Regions from separate parts of the Sus scrofa genome. Here region 1 is linked to region 2. Evidence: chromatin contacts called from public HiChIP or PLAC-seq data. All regions are on one chromosome and are shown on one strand. Each heading gives the region's core, a stretch centred on a gene start, on an enhancer-like site or on the middle of the called end of the contact. The rest is flanking DNA. Distances are from core to core; before and after follow the strand shown. Region 1 holds the start of TMEM225B. Region 2 holds the start of LOC110261673 (histone H4).

The links. HiChIP or PLAC-seq counts read pairs in DNA pulled down with a chosen protein or histone mark.
Region 1: an H3K27ac HiChIP or PLAC-seq map of alveolar macrophages shows a contact between it and region 2. The contact joins the promoter of TMEM225B here to the promoter of LOC110261673 in region 2. A contact is called at or near these places in 1 of 5 promoter capture datasets (liver), 1 of 47 Hi-C or Micro-C datasets (embryonic fibroblasts) and 1 of 2 datasets of contacts at active chromatin or transcription factors (alveolar macrophages).

What each region holds. Positions count from the first base shown.
Region 1 is chr7:21,180,741-21,185,274 of Sscrofa11.1, reverse strand. It overlaps TMEM225B, which reads left to right and starts at 2,320. Exons shown (of 6, transcript XR_002346121.1): 1 at 2,320-2,720. TRNAI-UAU (a tRNA gene) reads right to left here and starts at 2,311; the gene lies at 2,218-2,311.
Region 2 is chr7:20,910,331-20,914,351 of Sscrofa11.1, reverse strand. LOC110261673 (histone H4) reads left to right here and starts at 1,978. Exons shown (of 1, transcript XM_021099847.1): 1 at 1,978-3,865. The coding sequence starts at 2,793. The coding sequence ends at 3,104. It overlaps TRNAM-CAU (a tRNA gene), which reads right to left and starts at 1,887; the gene lies at 1,816-1,887.

The DNA of each region.
Region 1 (4,534 bases), core at 1,071-3,570, 270 kb before region 2:
AGTGCCTTCGTAAGAGGCACCAGTTAGCTGGCTTGCCCTTTCCACCATGTAGGAAGTCAGCACAGTCTGTGGCTGGAAGAAGACTTTCACCAGACTTCTGATCAACTGGTGACTTGATCTTGGACTTGGCAGCCTCCAGGACTGCAAAACATAAATGCTACCTAGTCTATGATATTTGTGATAGTGGCCCAAATCAAGACACCATATTTATTCTTTTCATATAAGTTTCTAATTTTATAAAGTTCAATTTTATTTTACTAAGTTGACAATGGATGAGTTTACTATATGTTTTTATACTATTCCATGAAAGGAAAGCACACTTTGTTAGGGACTTGTTAAAGTAATTAAACAAGGAGACCATTAAACTAAGTTGGCTCTAAATGCCCTTGGTAGCCTAGGTAAGCAAACCAAAACCTAAACCAGAAGCAGTGCACTGGAATCTGAGAAAATGAAATTTAAGATCAATTTCTCTCTCTCTCATACACACACACACACACACACACACACACACACCCCCAACCCGACTAGTATCCATGAGGAAGCGGGTTCCATCCGTGGCCTCGCTCAGTGGGTTAAGGATCCAGCCTTGTGTGAACTGTGGTGTAGGTCACAGATGTGGCTGGAATCCTGTGTTGCTGTGACTGTGGTGTAGGCCTGGCAGCTATAGCTATGATTCAACTCCCAGCCTGGGAACTTCCATATGCCGCAGGTGAGGCCCTAAAAAGACAAAAAAAGAAAGAAAGAAAGAAGAAAGGAAGGAAGAAAGAAAGAAAGGAAGAAAAAGAAAAAGAAAAAGAAAGAAAGAGAGAGAAAGAAAGAAAGAAAGAAAAATGATCACAAGGAACCAACCAGGTTTTCTCACATAAAGCAATCTTAAGGTATAGCCAATCAAATCCTCTCTTTGCTTTGCTTCTGACATCTCTATAAAAGCCTTCCCACCAGCTTTTGCCTGCAGAGCCTCCTAAGCACTTTTTGTTTGGCACTCCCTGATTTGAATGGATACTTGCTCAAATAAACTCTGGTAAATTTTATGTGCCTCAGTTTACCTCAGTTAGTCCAATGATTTAGTTTTTAAATCTAAGGAATTAAAATCATATTAAATAAGATATCAGTATGATTCAAAATACTGCAAATAACCTAAATATATACTTTGACATCTTCCAAGATAGCATGAGCTATGACATGATAAAGTGTTCACTTTTATTATTACCTGGTGCTTTCCTGGATGGGACCTCCCTACCCTTCCCCGGGAGACAACTCTGACTGGACAATGTACAGATACATGCAGGACTTCAAGAAATCCAAACCACAAGAGAGAGTTCTCTGGACCCAGCTTTATTCCATGCACCTTCTGTGACCTGTCCTGGTTGGGACATATGTGCTCTCAAGTTTGGGATAATATTTACTGCTAGGAAAAGTACTCCAAATTACTTAGTTCAATTCACCCTCTTGGGGTGAGTAGGGAGGCATGTGATAAGATCTTTGACCAGGCAGACTTCTTGCATCATTGTGGAGCTGGGTGGGGAAGCATATTTTTAAATCAAAATCACTACCTACTTCCAACCTACCTCACTCACAACAATATGGTTTTTTTCCTATTACATTGTTCTACAGAGCTCTGGTCTCTGGGGAATTATCACTCCTCCTTTTCCAGGCCCAGATGGTTGGAACACCTGAGGATGTCAGGATTTGTGTCTCAGTTGATAAAAGCTGCATAGTTGTTGGCTCATCAGGGGAAAAATGAAGGGGAAGGGATACTACAGGTGATGCTGTTTTCAGAAATCAGTATTTTGGGTTTTTTCCCCCCCAAACTAGAGCTTTCATCAAACAGGAACCCCAACCAAGTTCCCACTTTTGATTCTCTCTAATGGAGTTCAATGCTTATCGACTCTGGGAAGTTTCATAGCGATCTCTAAGTGTGTGCCAGGGAATCTCTGAGGAATGATGATCATAAGAGCAAAGTGAGAAGAGGCCATCAGGAGATGTTCTTTATTTGAGATCAGTTTGCAAGATAGGTAAAGATAAAAGAATCAAAGAAGTTAACTCACTGCGGCACAACACATTCATTCTGTCCGTAATGGCAAAGAATCAAAGAAGTTAACTCACTGCGGCACAACACATTCATTCTGTCCGTAATGGCTTGTCGGAGATCGATCTACGTAGCTGGGTAAGAATGAAAGCTACAGGACAAATTCTAACATAGCGATTATAAAACGATGCTCCAGGTGAGGATCGAACTCACAACCTCGGCATTACTCGCACACATACTGCCATATAAGTACCGCGCGCTAACCGATTGCGCCACTGGAGCACTTGTGTCTTGCTTCCGGTCACTCATTACAGGGCCTATGCAGGAATATCTAACGTCTTTGCCAAAGTGCCTCCTTCCGTCTCCGGAGTCCCGTAACTGCATCTTGCGCACAAAGGCGGACTGGGTTCAGCAGCGAACCCCACCAGAGCACACCGATCCCGATGGCGCGGAAGGTGCTCTGCTAGCGGCAACGAAGATGGATATTTAGTGCAAACACTGGGAGACCGACTGCCTCGAACATTCCAAAGAGGACCTTCAGTGGGCAGAGTAGGTGGGCGAGGCTTCTGCTGCTGAAGGTCGCGGAGCCCTTCCGTTTGCCTCTCTCCCGGATGCTTCTCCTCCTGTTTGCGCTTGCGGAAGGGGTGAAGGTGGGAGGACCACCACGCTGTTGAAGGTTATGTCTGAGTGTGTGAGCATCCAGAATTCCTGTGGGCTTCTAGGGCACATTTGCTTAGAGCTCCTAGTTTGGTTAGTTAGGTGGTGATCTTTAACGAGTTAGAAGACAACCTACCTTCAAAGCAAGTATTCCTCTTATTGAATGTCTTTGAAGCATTTTATTTTATTCGTTGTTATTATTATTTTATCTTTTTAGGGCACCACCGGAGGCTGATGGACGTTTCCAGGCTAGGGGTCAAATCGAGCGGCAGCTGCCTGCCTACGCCACAGCCAAAGGGGATCTGAGCGCTTCTGCGACCTACACCGCAGCTCAAGGCAACGCGGGGTGGGGGTGGGGGGAGCGGGAGGGGACGGGGGGGGGGGTGTTTGTGTGTGAATCCTTAACCCACTGACCGAAGCCAGGATCGAACCGCTTTCCCATGGATACTAGTCAGGTTTCCCACCAAGCCAAAACGGGAATTCCATGAATCATTTTAAATGTAATATTTGGGTAACATCAGAAAACTGTATTTGAATCTAAAACTCATTTGTATCATTGGCCATTTATGGCTCAATTGACCTTTTAAATATTCTGAATCCAAACATTTTTCAAATATAGTTTCGAATATATGCATTAATAACTCATTTTAACATGTGTGCTGCTAGATTTTAATTTGGGCAAAAAATACAAACTACATATACATTTTTATGCTGCCCTAAGAGATTCTTTAAAACAATTTCATTCTTTAAGTTACTTAGTTTTCTTAATAAGACAATAGGGATCTCCATGGAGCAATGCTTAAAATCAAATTTTGGTGTGATAAAGTGTGGTAAATGATTCAAATTTTCAGTAATTACTATGATGCTGATTTGAAGTAAATTTTACATAGGGCTTCTTTGAGTACTTTTACATTTATTTTCTTAATTTAGTTCTAAGCAATCCTACAGGGGTAGTTATTTTCATTGCTATAATATGTAAACAATAATCTCTGATCACTCACTGTGATTAATAAGTATAAATAAACAAAACAGTCAATCTCTTGTGGAGTTTATATCTGAGAGACCCAGAAAAGTCATAAAAATTAAAAAGAAATGTACCAGTGAACACAACTGAATATAAGCGAGAACAGGCTGGATTTTCAGTCATGTGAACAGAGTGTTTACAAAAGAAAAAGAAATTAGCTTCTAGCCCTTTAGGTGACTGAGATGTCAAACTTATTATTAAACATTATTACGGACATTTTCAAACGTATATAAGTTGATGTAATTAGATAATGAACTCCCATGTAATTGGTTTTACAATCATCATTTAACCAATCTTGTTTCTTCTATCCTTCTAATACTGTTTTTGTGTATATAGGTGGGAGGAGGAGGGGGTTGAAGATGGGAGTGGGAGTGTTTTAAAGTAAAACCTAGACATATCATTTCACCCTAACTTCTTCAGCTTGTATGTCTTAGAGATAAGAACTCTTTTTATTTTATACCACTTTCTTTTCTTTATATGAATGCAATATCATTATTACATTCAGCAAATTTAGCAGGAATCCTTTACTATCAGAAGTGGCTTGGCCAAAATGTAAGCTGCGTAACTAGGATTTGAATTCGGGTTCTCTGGCTCCTACACGATTCCTTTTTCAAGCCTTTTAAAACAAGGAACAGTTGTCTTTTTTTAAGGGAATGGGTGCCTCAAAGCAAACGTGGAGTAATTAATTATGTTTGTAATGTGTAGACTGAGAGGCTGTATATAAAGGAGAGAGGAAGTGACCACTGTTTACAGTGAACAATTTGATTGCTAAATATATTTATAGTTTCCCTTTATTCCTTTTTTTTTTTTTTGACATCAGCAGA
Region 2 (4,021 bases), core at 729-3,228:
CCTTCTATTCTGCATATATTTGAAGCTGGACTTGTTTTCTCTCTTCGTCTCTTCCTGGAAGCAGGAAGATGGTGGCTAAACCATAGCGAATAGTGTTGGTGGAAGTGGTGAGAAGTGGTTGAATTTTGACTATGGTTTGAAGGACTTGCTGATTGGATTGAGAGTGTGAGAGAAATAGAGAAGTCATATACATCTCCAAGATTTTTTGCTGTTAACAACAAAGTTTCCATTTGCTGAGATGGGCGATCACCACAGAAGGAGGAGAAGGAGCATTTTGTGGGTAGAATGTACGTGTATGGGGTTAGGATGAAAAGTTCAGTTTGGATATGTTAAATTTTTTCTTTCTTTCTTTTTTTTTTGACATGTTAATTCGTGCACTAAACATCCAAGTTTGGAGTGGTCAAATTAAGATATTATATGTATACATATACAAAATTGTGAATATATATATATATATACACACACATATATATATACACATATATATACACATATATACACATATATATACATATATACACATATATACATATATACACATATATACATATATACACATATATATACATATATACATATATATACATATATACATATATATACATATATACACACATATATACACATATATATACACATATATATATATATAGGGCGCAGCAAGGAAAAGATACACACTCCATCTTTGATATCATTGGCAAGGAAATCCAGGCAAAAATTGTTGAGCATGACAGGTGTCTTGCTTTCCATGACTTTCCGCTTCAGTCAGGAAGGGCATCTGTGTCATTCCTGAAGATGGAAGGCAAGAAAGCCTTCTCTAGTATTTGCTTGTGTATATCTTTTCTTTGTTGTGTCTGCACTTTCTCCTTTGCTGTAAGAAATTTTAACCTTGGGTATATGTTGATTCATGCGAATCCTTCCTGTGAATCACCAACTACTGCGTGGCCCTAGGGTGGACAGAAACAGCCATAATTACCCTTGTTCCCAACTCACTTAGTGTACAATCTTCTAAAAGAAATGTCTATATTATACATTCTTGTATTATACATACTTACATACTTACTTGTTTAAAAGCATGCCTACACTGCAGGCTACTTAATGCCTTAGCACCTAGCAGGCAACTAACACATAGATATCTGAATAGGAATCCTTTCTGAGAGAGAGAAGTATAAAACAGTCCACACATATATTTTAAAAATGAGCATGTTCTGTTAGAAATAGTTCTGTTCTGTTAGAAATAGAGAATAGTTCTGTTAGAAATTGTAAAGGAAGGTAGAGGGTAAAAACTCATTTACCAGCAGAGGCCAAAGTGGTTTTTCTTCAGGTCAGAGTATAATCATGGCCACCAAAACTTTGCCCTCTCTCAAACTGCTGCTTATTTATTCCCAAGATTAAAACTCTAATAGTTGCAAAGAATCAGCGCTAGGATCAGCGCCTGTAGATGTCTAGTCTATTACCTTAACCACATGGCCACAATTACCTAAAAGTGGTGCTTTCCGAGTTATGCTATAGAAGGAAATATAACTCAATGTCTTGGCTTTCACCTCTGCCCAGTTTATTTCAGCATTTTCCTGGCTTCACAGGGCTAGGAGATCTGTCAAGATAACTGGTGGCAACAATAGCATGGTCACTCTGGCATCCAGAAGAACTCACATAACAGTTTCACGTTTGTTTTCAGGAAACCATTTTAGTTCCAGCATTTAAAAAAAAGGGGGGGAGAGTGGCATTTTATTTTCTTTCGTTATTGTGAGACCAAGCTACAGAATTTTAACTAGAGAAGTAATGAGGAAGGGAGAAAGAAAGAAAAACAGTAGTTAGCAGAGGATGGTTTCGATCCATCGACCTCTGGGTTATGGGCCCAGCACGCTTCCGCTGCGCCACTCTGCTGCTTGTTACAAAAAGGTTTACTTGTAATGTAGTTAACGTGAATCAGCGGAGACTTGGCCTCTAAAGAAATCTGTCAGAAGTCGCTTATTTATTTCAATACCTTGACTACAAGTTGCCAAATCTCCGCAACAATCTCGCTACCAGAATCAGAGAAAATAAAATGAAGAGTAGTAAACATTAACACAGTGTTAAGGTACTGGGCTCAGAGGTGAGGTAAATTGTTACATAATTAAATGAGAATTACAGGATTTAACATACAGGGAAAGGAAAGAAAACAAAACGGGAAATGAACACGGGCGTCCGCGTGGCGGGCGAGCCACAGAATCACTAACCAACCAGATATTCGGTTTTGGTAAGAAAATCGTTTTGGTCAAATTTCCCTTGGCTTGGTGATGAAGCTGAAATCTTGCAGTTTTTAAACTCCGGAGTGGGTCTTGGGTTTGAAGAATTTTGTTTGCAGGGAGCAGTAATACTGGTGGCACCGTAAACGTGGGGGGCAAAGCATTCTTACGAAGGTTGCAGCAGTTCCGGTCGTGTGGGTCAAGGCTTCTGCGCAATTGTCTCAAAGCATCCCAAACGGGAAGATAATCAGTTTTAAAAAAATCAGTTTTAAAAAAAGTTGATTTCTGTAGTCTGACGAATTTGTAAAATAGGTCCGAAAATTTCCACTTAGAGATGCCGGATCAGCGACCAATAACTTAGCCGAGGGTTCTCTAGGCGGGCGGGGACTAAGGCGTCATGACGTCACTACTCAACGGGCCCACGAAGGGAGGGGCCGGCAGGATAAATGAAAGTGTTCCGGAGAGCGCGCCCTCAGTCTTCAATTCGGTCCGCAATCCGCTCATATAAGGCAATTGCCTCTTCGGTCTCTCACTTTTCTGCAAGCTTTCCGAATCCTCGCTGCCATGTCTGGTCGTGGTAAAGGCGGAAAGGGGCTCGGAAAGGGGGGCGCCAAGCGCCACCGTAAGGTCTTGCGGGATAACATCCAGGGTATTACCAAGCCCGCCATTCGTCGTTTGGCTCGGCGTGGGGGGGTCAAGCGCATCTCTGGGCTCATCTACGAGGAGACCCGTGGGGTTCTGAAGGTGTTCTTGGAGAACGTCATCCGGGACGCCGTCACCTACACCGAGCACGCCAAGCGCAAGACCGTCACCGCCATGGATGTCGTCTACGCGCTGAAGCGCCAGGGCCGCACCCTCTACGGCTTTGGCGGTTAAGTCTCCCGATTCCTGCCACCTAACATTTTCCACCAAAGGCCCTTTTCAGGGCCGCCCACGTGTTTCTGCGAAAGAGCCGGCACTTGCTGATTTCTTTTATACTTCGGTGTTTGTGAAAGCAGATAACGAAGTGTGTACGTTTTAAACTAAAACTAGTACTTTTTAGCTCGCGTCCTAAGGCTTTGGAAGTGTGCTGGGCTGTGTGTTTGCGCTTCGGGTAACGTGGTTTTAGGCTGATGTTTATCGTCCAGCTTTACGTTCATGGGCCAGTGAAGTAAGTTACGGTACTTTCTACCCCGAAGGATTCCTTTTTCAGTTCTGGAGCATTCCAATTTGAGTCGTGTACGTCTGGTGTTGAATACTAGAGAGAATTCAGCTTAAACGGCCCGCGGCGGAGCGCCGCAAGCCTCCCCTCCCCCGTCCGTGGTCCGGGCTCAAAATGGCGGCGAGGCCGAGGAACAAAGAAAGGCCGTGTTTGCGGCGGGACGCGGGCCCGGAACAAAGGCGAATTCGTGAGGGAGGCGGCATGTTAACCTTGGGCAGGGGCGCGCGCTGCTCGGCTCGGGTGGCGTGTGGAGACGTTGCTCGGCTCTGCTAACTAGAACTTGTACAAAAGACAGGGAGCAAAATTAAAATGTACACGCGGAGAGAGCTAGCATGTATTGTTAGGTTATAGAGACCACTAAATTCTGGCTTCCTGTTAGGAAAAACGTTGTCCATATGAAGGGTTACTTAAAGAAAATAAATGACAGCTAAGCTTAGCAGTTGTTAAGTAGACATGATTTAAAAAAACACATATTCTGGCATCAGGATATTTTACCTCACATTCGTAAGTATGCACTATTTTTTTTAAAGCTCTCATATAATTGCTGTCAATCTAAAACCAAATTCCCTAATATCTAATACTCTGTTCACAT